Linked DNA regions of Mus musculus: regions 1 and 2 are each linked to region 3. The links are chromatin contacts, called in public HiChIP or PLAC-seq and promoter capture Hi-C maps. All regions are on one chromosome and are shown on one strand. Each heading gives the region's core, a stretch centred on a gene start, on an enhancer-like site or on the middle of the called end of the contact. The rest is flanking DNA. Distances are from core to core; before and after follow the strand shown. Region 1 overlaps E130307A14Rik (RIKEN cDNA E130307A14 gene). Region 2 overlaps Fyn (Fyn proto-oncogene). Region 3 has its middle 4.7 kb from the start of Gm31562.

What was found. HiChIP or PLAC-seq counts read pairs in DNA pulled down with a chosen protein or histone mark. Capture Hi-C pulls out chosen DNA fragments and counts their contacts.
Region 1: a contact with region 3 is called in an H3K27ac HiChIP or PLAC-seq map of oligodendrocyte precursor cells, with 3 times the contacts expected there. The contact joins two enhancer-like sites. A contact is called at or near these places in 2 of 15 datasets of contacts at CTCF or cohesin (the NIH/3T3 cell line and large pre-B cells), 1 of 484 Hi-C or Micro-C datasets (cerebellar granule neurons) and 2 of 115 datasets of contacts at active chromatin or transcription factors (embryonic stem cells and oligodendrocyte precursor cells).
Region 2: a promoter capture Hi-C map of adipose tissue shows a contact between it and region 3. The contact joins two enhancer-like sites. A contact is called at or near these places in 2 of 39 promoter capture datasets (liver and pre-B cells), 1 of 15 datasets of contacts at CTCF or cohesin (the NIH/3T3 cell line), 114 of 484 Hi-C or Micro-C datasets (the 3T3-L1 cell line, 3T3-L1-derived adipocytes, the 63-12 cell line and 68 more), 18 of 115 datasets of contacts at active chromatin or transcription factors (CD8 T cells, the HPC-7 cell line, acute myeloid leukemia and 12 more) and 5 of 9 other capture datasets (adipose tissue, embryonic stem cells, embryonic tail and 2 more).

The regions. Positions count from the first base shown.
Region 1 is chr10:39,671,500-39,674,199 of GRCm38.p6, reverse strand. The region is part of intron 2 of E130307A14Rik (RIKEN cDNA E130307A14 gene); the gene reads left to right. Among named protein-coding and RNA genes, the nearest start is that of E130307A14Rik, 59 kb to the left of the region's middle. Within about 2 kb of position 1,424, at least 83 of the 459 cell types and tissues checked have an H3K27ac peak or open chromatin away from gene starts, as enhancers often do. A contact at or near this core is called in oligodendrocyte precursor cells, where this site is marked.
Region 2 is chr10:39,505,815-39,508,514 of GRCm38.p6, reverse strand. All of the region lies in intron 3 of Fyn (Fyn proto-oncogene), which reads right to left. Among named protein-coding and RNA genes, the nearest start is that of Gm40627, 83 kb to the left of the region's middle. Within about 2 kb of position 1,399, at least 41 of the 459 cell types and tissues checked have an H3K27ac peak or open chromatin away from gene starts, as enhancers often do. A contact at or near this core is called in adipose tissue, brain, cerebellum and 2 more, where this site is marked.
Region 3 is chr10:39,238,736-39,241,435 of GRCm38.p6, reverse strand. No RefSeq gene overlaps it. Among named protein-coding and RNA genes, the nearest start is that of Gm31562, 4.7 kb to the left of the region's middle. Within about 2 kb of position 1,310, at least 74 of the 459 cell types and tissues checked have an H3K27ac peak or open chromatin away from gene starts, as enhancers often do. A contact at or near this core is called in adipose tissue, brain, cerebellum and 3 more, where this site is marked.

The DNA.
Region 1 (2,700 bases), core at 175-2,674, 430 kb before region 3:
GGTCAGAAGGAAGTAGCTGAGGAACTGGGGACTTTTTGTAGAGTGACAGCTTTCTGTCCATAAAGAAAAAGTCTCTAAAGCCACCAATGTGAAAGTGACATACTTTAAAGTGTCCAAAGGAGGCCTCCAAAGCTACTGGAAGCCTGTGCTGTCCTTTCTCAGAGCCTATTTTCTGTTTTCCTCCCATTCTGCAGCACTGATCTGCGACACTCATTGGTACACTGGACAAATAATTCCCCCATCTTTATAGCCAGCATAAAGCTCACAGCTGTGGAGTCTTGGTAATCTTTGCTGTGATTAATTGCCAATTACAAACATTTGATGACTATTTAAAAACCTTCCTTAGATGACTTATGTAGCTGACATGTGTAGTTAGTTGAAAAACTGAGGCTATGAAGATGGGTGTCACAAAAAAAGCTGAAGTCAGTCAAAATGTCACACTTTTCTGATCTCTAATAGAGTATTTTGCGCTTTCAACACCTAAAACATACCTGTGCCTGAAGGTCCAACTCAGTTCCTGCCTCCTACCCAGTCAGTCCTTTTCCTGACAGTCCTCTCTGAGCCATCTCAGCAGCTGTAGTGGATTTGGATTTGCTATCAGATGTATCATTGATCCATGAACTTGTCACATCAAAGGTCAGGTCAGAGCAGAATGGCTGCGTTAGCCGCCCCCTCGCCCATTTCCTCAGCACCACCAGACGCATCCAAAGTTAACTTCAAGGTGGGCCACTTCAGTAATAGAGTTGTGAGCCGGTGGTTTGAAGTTTGTAAGTCACTGTTGTGTACCACCCACAGAAAGTGTGCAACCAGTGATGTGCCTTGTCATAGTCATTAGGAGATTAATTACTAGTGTATAAGGAGAGGGAAGGGAATCATTGGAATAGAGAAAAGAAAATACAAGGAGGAGGAAAAGAGATAGTTTGGAAAAGGCAAACCCAGATCCAGCCTTCTCATTCTGGGATAAGATGCATTTCCTGTTTTCATGACAAAACATGGAAAGACTCCTTCCAAATGCATTTCGTGAATGATTGCCGACCCATCTTGCTAATGCTTGCTCTTTAGGGAACTGCACAGAAATCATGCATTTCCAGTTTGAATTAGGAACTAACTGGAAAGGCAGTTGCTTTGTGAGAAACCAGTAAACGCAGAAGCCTCATAACACTGGAACATTGTGGCAGTGGGAAAAGGCAACTCAGAAGGAGGCTCACCTCTCCTGACTGGTCCTGCTCTCAATGACTGTGAGACTCTCACTCCACAGTCCCTGCTTCCCACTGGCAGCAGCTGAAGCAGCTCATTATGCATGTCTGTCACGTGGTCCACTCCATCACCCAAATCTAACTGGGAGAGTAAGTCACCCTAACAAGACCCTTCAGTACACTCTTAAAAACTACTTACAGATGGACTCTTCCTCTGTAGGGACACAAAGAGTTTCCTTGTGCTGTGCCACATGATACAGGAAATGCATTATCCCTGTCCCAATGCAGGCACATGAGGAGGAAGCCCATGAAAGGGCAGCAGCTCACAAAAGCCCACACAGCTTTAGGGGGAGTCCTCGGAGGGGCTCACAGGCCAGTTTATGATAAGGGCAGAGAAAATCCTGGCTCTGTGAAGCTCCATTCATTTCGAATGCTAATGTCCACACCGGGAAAGGGAACCACAGCAGCATTCAGCTTTGACACAAACACTGCTAATCCTTGTTAGTTAGATTGTCACCGACACCTGCCCCCACACCCCCAGCTTCGTGCTAGATCTCCATTTATCCTTACAGTTTGGGCCACTTTATATTCTGTTACTTGAAGGTGAGTTCTCCTTTTAGACCCTGGGATCTTGAAATGGGTTTCCATTAGCTTGAATGGACATTTCTGTAGAATTAATCTTTACAGGGTTAGATTTACCTGCCATTGTTAAATCTCCTGTCTCACACAGTGTGATCAAGCCATGGTTCATGCAGCTGTCCAGCTAATGCTGAGAATAGAACCTGTGTCCACTATTCTAGACACTGGGGATGCAGCAGGGAACAGAGTCCTATATTTATTTTTTGGTTTTGGTTTTTGGTTTTTCGAGACAGGGTTTCTCTGTGTAGCCCTGGCAGTTCTGGAACTCACTCTGTAGACCAGGCTGGCCTTGAACTCAGAAATTCGCCTGCCTCTGCCTCCCGAGTGCTGGGATTAAAGGCGTGCGCCACCAACGCCCGGCTGAGTCCTATATTTATATAGATAAAAATTTAAAGAGGAGAGACAGAAAACAGATAAATATGTTAGTCAGGGTACATTACACTGGTTGGTGGCAGTAAACACGCTTGTATCTCAGAGGTTGAAGCAAAAAAAAGTTTTAGTCCTCATCAAAGAGTGGTCACTGAAGGTCAGAAGGAGGGACTTTCCTCTGGGTCACTTCCACATGGCACCCAGGCCATCCAGAGAACCACCAGGGGGTAAGGCTAGTCTTAGGGAGAATATCAAATGATACACGGATTCTCAAAGCTTATAACTGATACATGGCATGTCTCTCATTTTCAGGGCCAAAAGAAGCCATAGGGTTACAGCCAGCTACAGAGGGCCAGAAAGTGTAGTCATACCACATGTTCAGGAAAGTGAGCCACTCTTGGCAGGCAGAGCTGCCCCAGATGCTGATGGCTGCTGTGAAGAAAATCAGGGTACAGGAGATGGTGTCTGTGAGGTTGCAGAGAGTCTGAAGAGAGTC
Region 2 (2,700 bases), core at 150-2,649, 270 kb before region 3:
TGTTTCTCCATCCCTTTGAAAGCTAAGGGACCCTGTTTCCTTAAATGGACATAGTCCCACAAATCTATTTAAGTTACACAACAGGGGAAGAGTTGCCAGACACACTGAAACACAGCCACACCCTCCTCCCATGAGCACAGCAGATATGATCGCTTTATACTACGGTCATGGTGTGGCCTCAAACCCTCCACACAGTTCTTCTGTGACAGAGGGGGCCCTGCAGTATGGGGGGGGGGGCTCAGCTATCACAGGTCAGGTACGTTCTGACCAGAGGTGGGCCCAGGTGGGTACCCACTCTCAACTTCTGAGGCTGGGCACACAAACAATGAGAAAGCTTCCATTTCCTCAGCTGCCAACCCAAGAGCAATGCCCATGATCAAGTTCTACAGCTGCTGGGTAACAAGGCCTGGATGAGACACCGGGCATGCTGGCAAATGCCTTTCTCTGCAACATACAGGGAAAAGAGCCAATGAGTAGCCGCCATCTTAGCAGAGTAGGCTGCTACCTTGGAGCCAACTTAAGAAGGAATGGAGAAGTGACAGCTCTAGACTTAGCTCTTCATCCCTATCCCCCTCCCATGCCCCATTCTCACCCTGGGAGCCTAGTGGGCAGCGCTGGCCTGGGAAAGGACAGTGAGGTCTGGCCACAGAACTCTGACACGACTTGCCTCATGGTCCCTTCCACTCTAGCATCGCTCTTTCTTGGGCAAAGCTGACAATGGAGAGTAAGAAAAGGATGGGAGCCGGACCAACGACACATAAGCAATGAGGAATTCAGAGCAGAGTTGTAGGTCCCCTGCAGCTCCTCACACTGTGTCAGGGGCAGAGGCAAAAGTGGACCGCTTCATGAATGAACAGCAGTGGGATGAGAGAGGGCAGGAGGAGGCGGAGCACAGTCAGAGTGAGGCGACCTTAGGAGAGAGGCTCCTGGCACACAGCTTTTGATGCTGAGAAAATCAACACCATCCACAGGATGAGTAACTTTACTAGGACTTTAAGGAACTTTACTAGATTCTCGGCAGACAGTGAATCCCCTGAGGAGCCAGGGCAGCTGATTAGGAGTTTTCCGCACATAACTGCTAGAGCCTCATTTAGGCAGCTCAACACTATGCCCGGAGCAGTGGTAGCTGGGTTACAGAACCTGCCAGCCAAGTTTCCTGATTCACCAACACCTTTCCATCCTGCCCAATGGGTTGTTCCTTCTTCCTAGAACACAGCCAGATGACCCTGGCAGCTTAAGGGTCTTTATCTGTCTTTTCGGTACAGTCAGAGAGGTCCTAGGAATTAGGTGGATGGAGAAAAAGCAGGGTGCCTTGGTGCCTCTTGGTTGCATAAGCACTGGTGGAGGTCCTAAGCCAAAGGAAAGATCCAGCCGGGTTTGCATTGTGCAACTGTAAGACCTTGGGGGCTGAGCCGCAGACAGCCTTAGTGCTGGGTCCACCCTGTGTCAGCGCAGTGCAGTGCAGTTCTGCCCACTTGGCAAAGTATACTTGCTGCCAGATGGATGGAAGAAGTGAGCCATTTGTCCCTGGCCCTGCTGAGGTTGTGCTGTGGTGCGCAGAACTGTAAGCTACCTTCCAACTTCCTGTACAGTCTCCAGGATGTGTGAATTAAACAGCCGCTCCTGTGTTAGGCTGTGTCACTTGGCGTAGCCAACCTTAGGAAGGACAGTGTCCCCGTGAGCTGACCTCATCAAGTAAGCCCTGGAGGTCATGGCTCTTCTTGCACATGCAGAGCCGAAGTGTGAGAAGAAGCATTCAAAGTGAGGATCCTCTCTCCTGCAGCTCTTAACACGTGGCCAGATGTGGGCTCTCCACTGCTGAGGAGCGCTCACAGCTGGCAGAGCAGGGAACTGGCATGTCAGTTCCAAGACCACAGCAAACCAGAGCAACTGAGACTGATCAAGAGTCTGTGTGAGTCAGGAAACCGATTCTTCCCTAGCAAGGCCCCAGTGACAGCTCAGCTGACACCCTTAGTTCAGCCTCGCTGATCAGAGATTCCGGTCATGCTACGTGCCGGCTTACGGCCCACAGAATGGTGAGCTAATACACGGATGCTGTCCGAAGCCTGCAGAAGATGAATGCCTAGTTACGGGATGGGGCACTGTAGAGGTGGTGGTTCCACATCCTGGCAGTCATAGCCAACATCCGAAGTGTATGTATGCATACTCATGTATGCCAGGCACTGCACTGTACTGCACTGGAAAACGCAACCCCACCACCACATTCTAAGTCCTCAAACATGGGCCCTGTTATAGAGAGGTAGGGGAATGTGTCCACAGCTCAGCTCGGGGTGGGGACGAGAGGTGACAACAGGTGACTAGAGTCCATGTCCAGAACTCAGGACTTCTGCAACAAAGCTGCTTTCTGTACCATGGAGCCCTGGTAAGTCCACACAAAAGTGTACAAAAGAGGCATGGCGGGAAAGTCAGAGGGAAGGACGCCTCTTGACACCACGTCCAGGGACAGAGAGCACAGTGCCTCTGTTAGCCTTGGTGCCTCTGTCTCCATCTACATTCCACACTGTGAATAGTGGGTTCTATGGAGGTGCTGGAACCACAGTGAGTCACCTCTTCCTTGGTATGGTTTGGCATCTTAATGACTGTTTGAGCCAACAAAACTAAAGCAGCCCTCAATTTCCCCGTCTTCCCTATCTGTGGCAAGGGTATTTATACATACCACGAGGGAGGCGGTAGCGGAAA
Region 3 (2,700 bases), core at 61-2,560:
AAAACACAAATATTTACATTACAATGCATAAAAGTAGCAAAATTATAGTTGTGAAGTAGTGACAAAAATAATCTTTCAGTTGGGGGTCACCGCAGCATGAGTACTAAAGGGTCCCACATTAGGGAGGTTGAGAGCCACTGGTCTAGAAGCAGCCCCCTTGCTCACCCGAGCCTTCGGAACTGGCTTTCACAGGCCATTGACACCAATGTGATGCCAATACAGGCATCCAAGTGGTTTGGAAGCCATCCCACTTGTATTCCGAGAGGACATTAACACAGCACTGCAGTCTTAAGTGGAGAGAAAGATGGAGTGTGGTCCAGAGAGCTCTGGGCTCAGACCAGTGGTGCTGTTTCAAAGCTCTTCTAGGAGCTGCACACTTGGCCATCCTTCCTTCTGCCTGTCTTGTGCGTGTTGCTCAGGTCCATTCCGGTTTTGAGGGGCAGCGGGAAAATAGTCCCTGACTGCTCCCTATATCCAGTCTCTCCCCTGTCCAGGCCAACTTGAGTAGAAATAAAATTTAAAAATATAAAGTGCCTACTACAATGCTATGCAAAGTGCTATGCACTTACTTAATTCTTGTGTAATTTTATAAAGATAGATAACTTCATTTTTAAAATGTTCATTAGTTTTTTTGGACATGTTTTGATTTTATTTACCTCACTTGCCCAACTTTTCTCTGGTCCATTCTCTTTTCCGTCCACCCAACTTTGTGCGTGTTTTGTCTTGTTTTGTTTTTGTTTCTTAAAAATCTCTGATAACCAATTTGTGCTGCCCAAATATGCTTGCACATGTGGCCTTCTACTGGAGAGTGGTCAGCTTCTCAGGGCCTACTCGGATAGACTAGGAGGCAGCCGGGCAGTGCCCTGGTACATTGATAACAGCTTTGACTACACTCTCGTTCTTCACCTTCAGAGCTCTAACCATTGAGAGAAGCTGCAGGTACTAAGGGTCTTTACTGCTGCTGTCTCCTCGTGTTTCTTGGTTATTTTATACTCTGGGTATAGCCCAGCAGAGAAAGAAATAAGCCCCAGTGGTGTGGGGTAGTAGTGGCGATCAACAAACATATAGTTAGTATTTCAGCTTGGCTTCTACTCGGGTCTGATTGTTTGATGGTCGTCTGGGAAGAAATGATACAATAGGGCAGTGGGGGAGGCATTGGAACCCGTTGAAAAGTCAAACTGTGCGGGGGTGGGGGGTGTTGAAAACATTCTTTGATGATTTGCTGTATCTTCTTTTGACTTCTGTGATGAAAAGCAATGTCCTTGCAGGCAGCACGAACCTACCCTGGGGAGTGAGGGAGCTGATTTTCTTTCACTGAAGTCTGCAGATTGCTTTGCAGTGAAGACCACGCGGCTCGGGCTTCCCCGCCCAACGGGGGAGCCGGGTTTGATTGTAACGAACAGCGACCTCTAGTGGGTATCTTAGAATTTGCATTTGGCAAAGACTACACAATGAAATGGGAATCCTGATCGAATTCCAAAGGAACAAAGGAGGCACTTTCCCATTGTTTTCCCTGGTAGAGAAGTCCGGGATCCAGGTCTGAAGAGTTCTCCTCATCTGCACCACTCACTCTTGGAGGTGATACTCGACACATTGCCTCCCCTGCCCCTTCCTTCAAACCTGTCACTGGCTTTGATTTTTAAAGGCTCTCCTGCTTGGCTCAAAGATATCATAGTCATCAACTTCTCTTAGTGTGATTGTGCATGTGTATATGTGCGTGAATGTGCGCGTGGGTGTGTGCGTGTGGGGGATATGAATCATCATGGCACTGGAAGATAGAAGATCAGGGCCATCCCAGAGAGCTATTGGGAAGGCTATTCTCCATAGGGGAATAGAGTGCCTGTTCACCCTAGTTCATTATGGCTTCTTCCTTGGGCTGCCATCCCTTTTCCCATATGAGGCTGTATGTTGCCTTTGAAAACAAAATCCTCTCCGTGACCCTACCTCTTCCACATAACAGCAGGTGGCTAGTGTAGGTTTCTTCCTGTTCTATAGCTCTGATCTCAGCCTCACCCACACCTAATATTCCAGGGTCTGCTCTCCAGGCCGAGTTAGCTCTGTCGATGGTATTCATTCCCAAGGAAAAATGGGGGCAGAGAGTGACCTCTGACTTTGTCAGGAGCTGGGAGAATTCTACTGGAGAAAGGCTGAAATCACAGCTCCTGGCCTGTGACCTCACAGATTTGTGATGGGAACAGGAGTCTGAGGTCTGGGGCATGAGAGCATAGATAATAGAATAAATTTAGAGACGTTTAAAGCCAACACAGTCTTGATATGTGGATGCTGTGATCACTGGGCTGGGGCTTGAAACAGCCTTTTAAACTAAGTTTCAAAATGGAGGTGCTGTGTGCCTTCCTGTAGCTTTAAGCTGTGTGTGACAAACTTCCTGTCCCCTGGGCTTTCCTCATACTTTGAACAAGGCTTAGGCATTTGCTCAAAGCCATGGCTCTCAGGGACAACCAGCCCATACCACCACTGCTCACACAAGCTCACGGCGTGATGAAAAGTTACCTGTCAGAAATAAAACATACATTACATGGATACTTTACTCCTTCCTATTCGGCAGCGACTGTTGTTCTGACAAAGACTCGATTCTTGGCTCAACTCCAGGCTGGCTCCTCCGGGCTCTCTTCTTGACAAGCCCTCAACCTTGACCTACAAAGACTTGGACAAACACTAACACAGTTTCTAAAGTTCAAA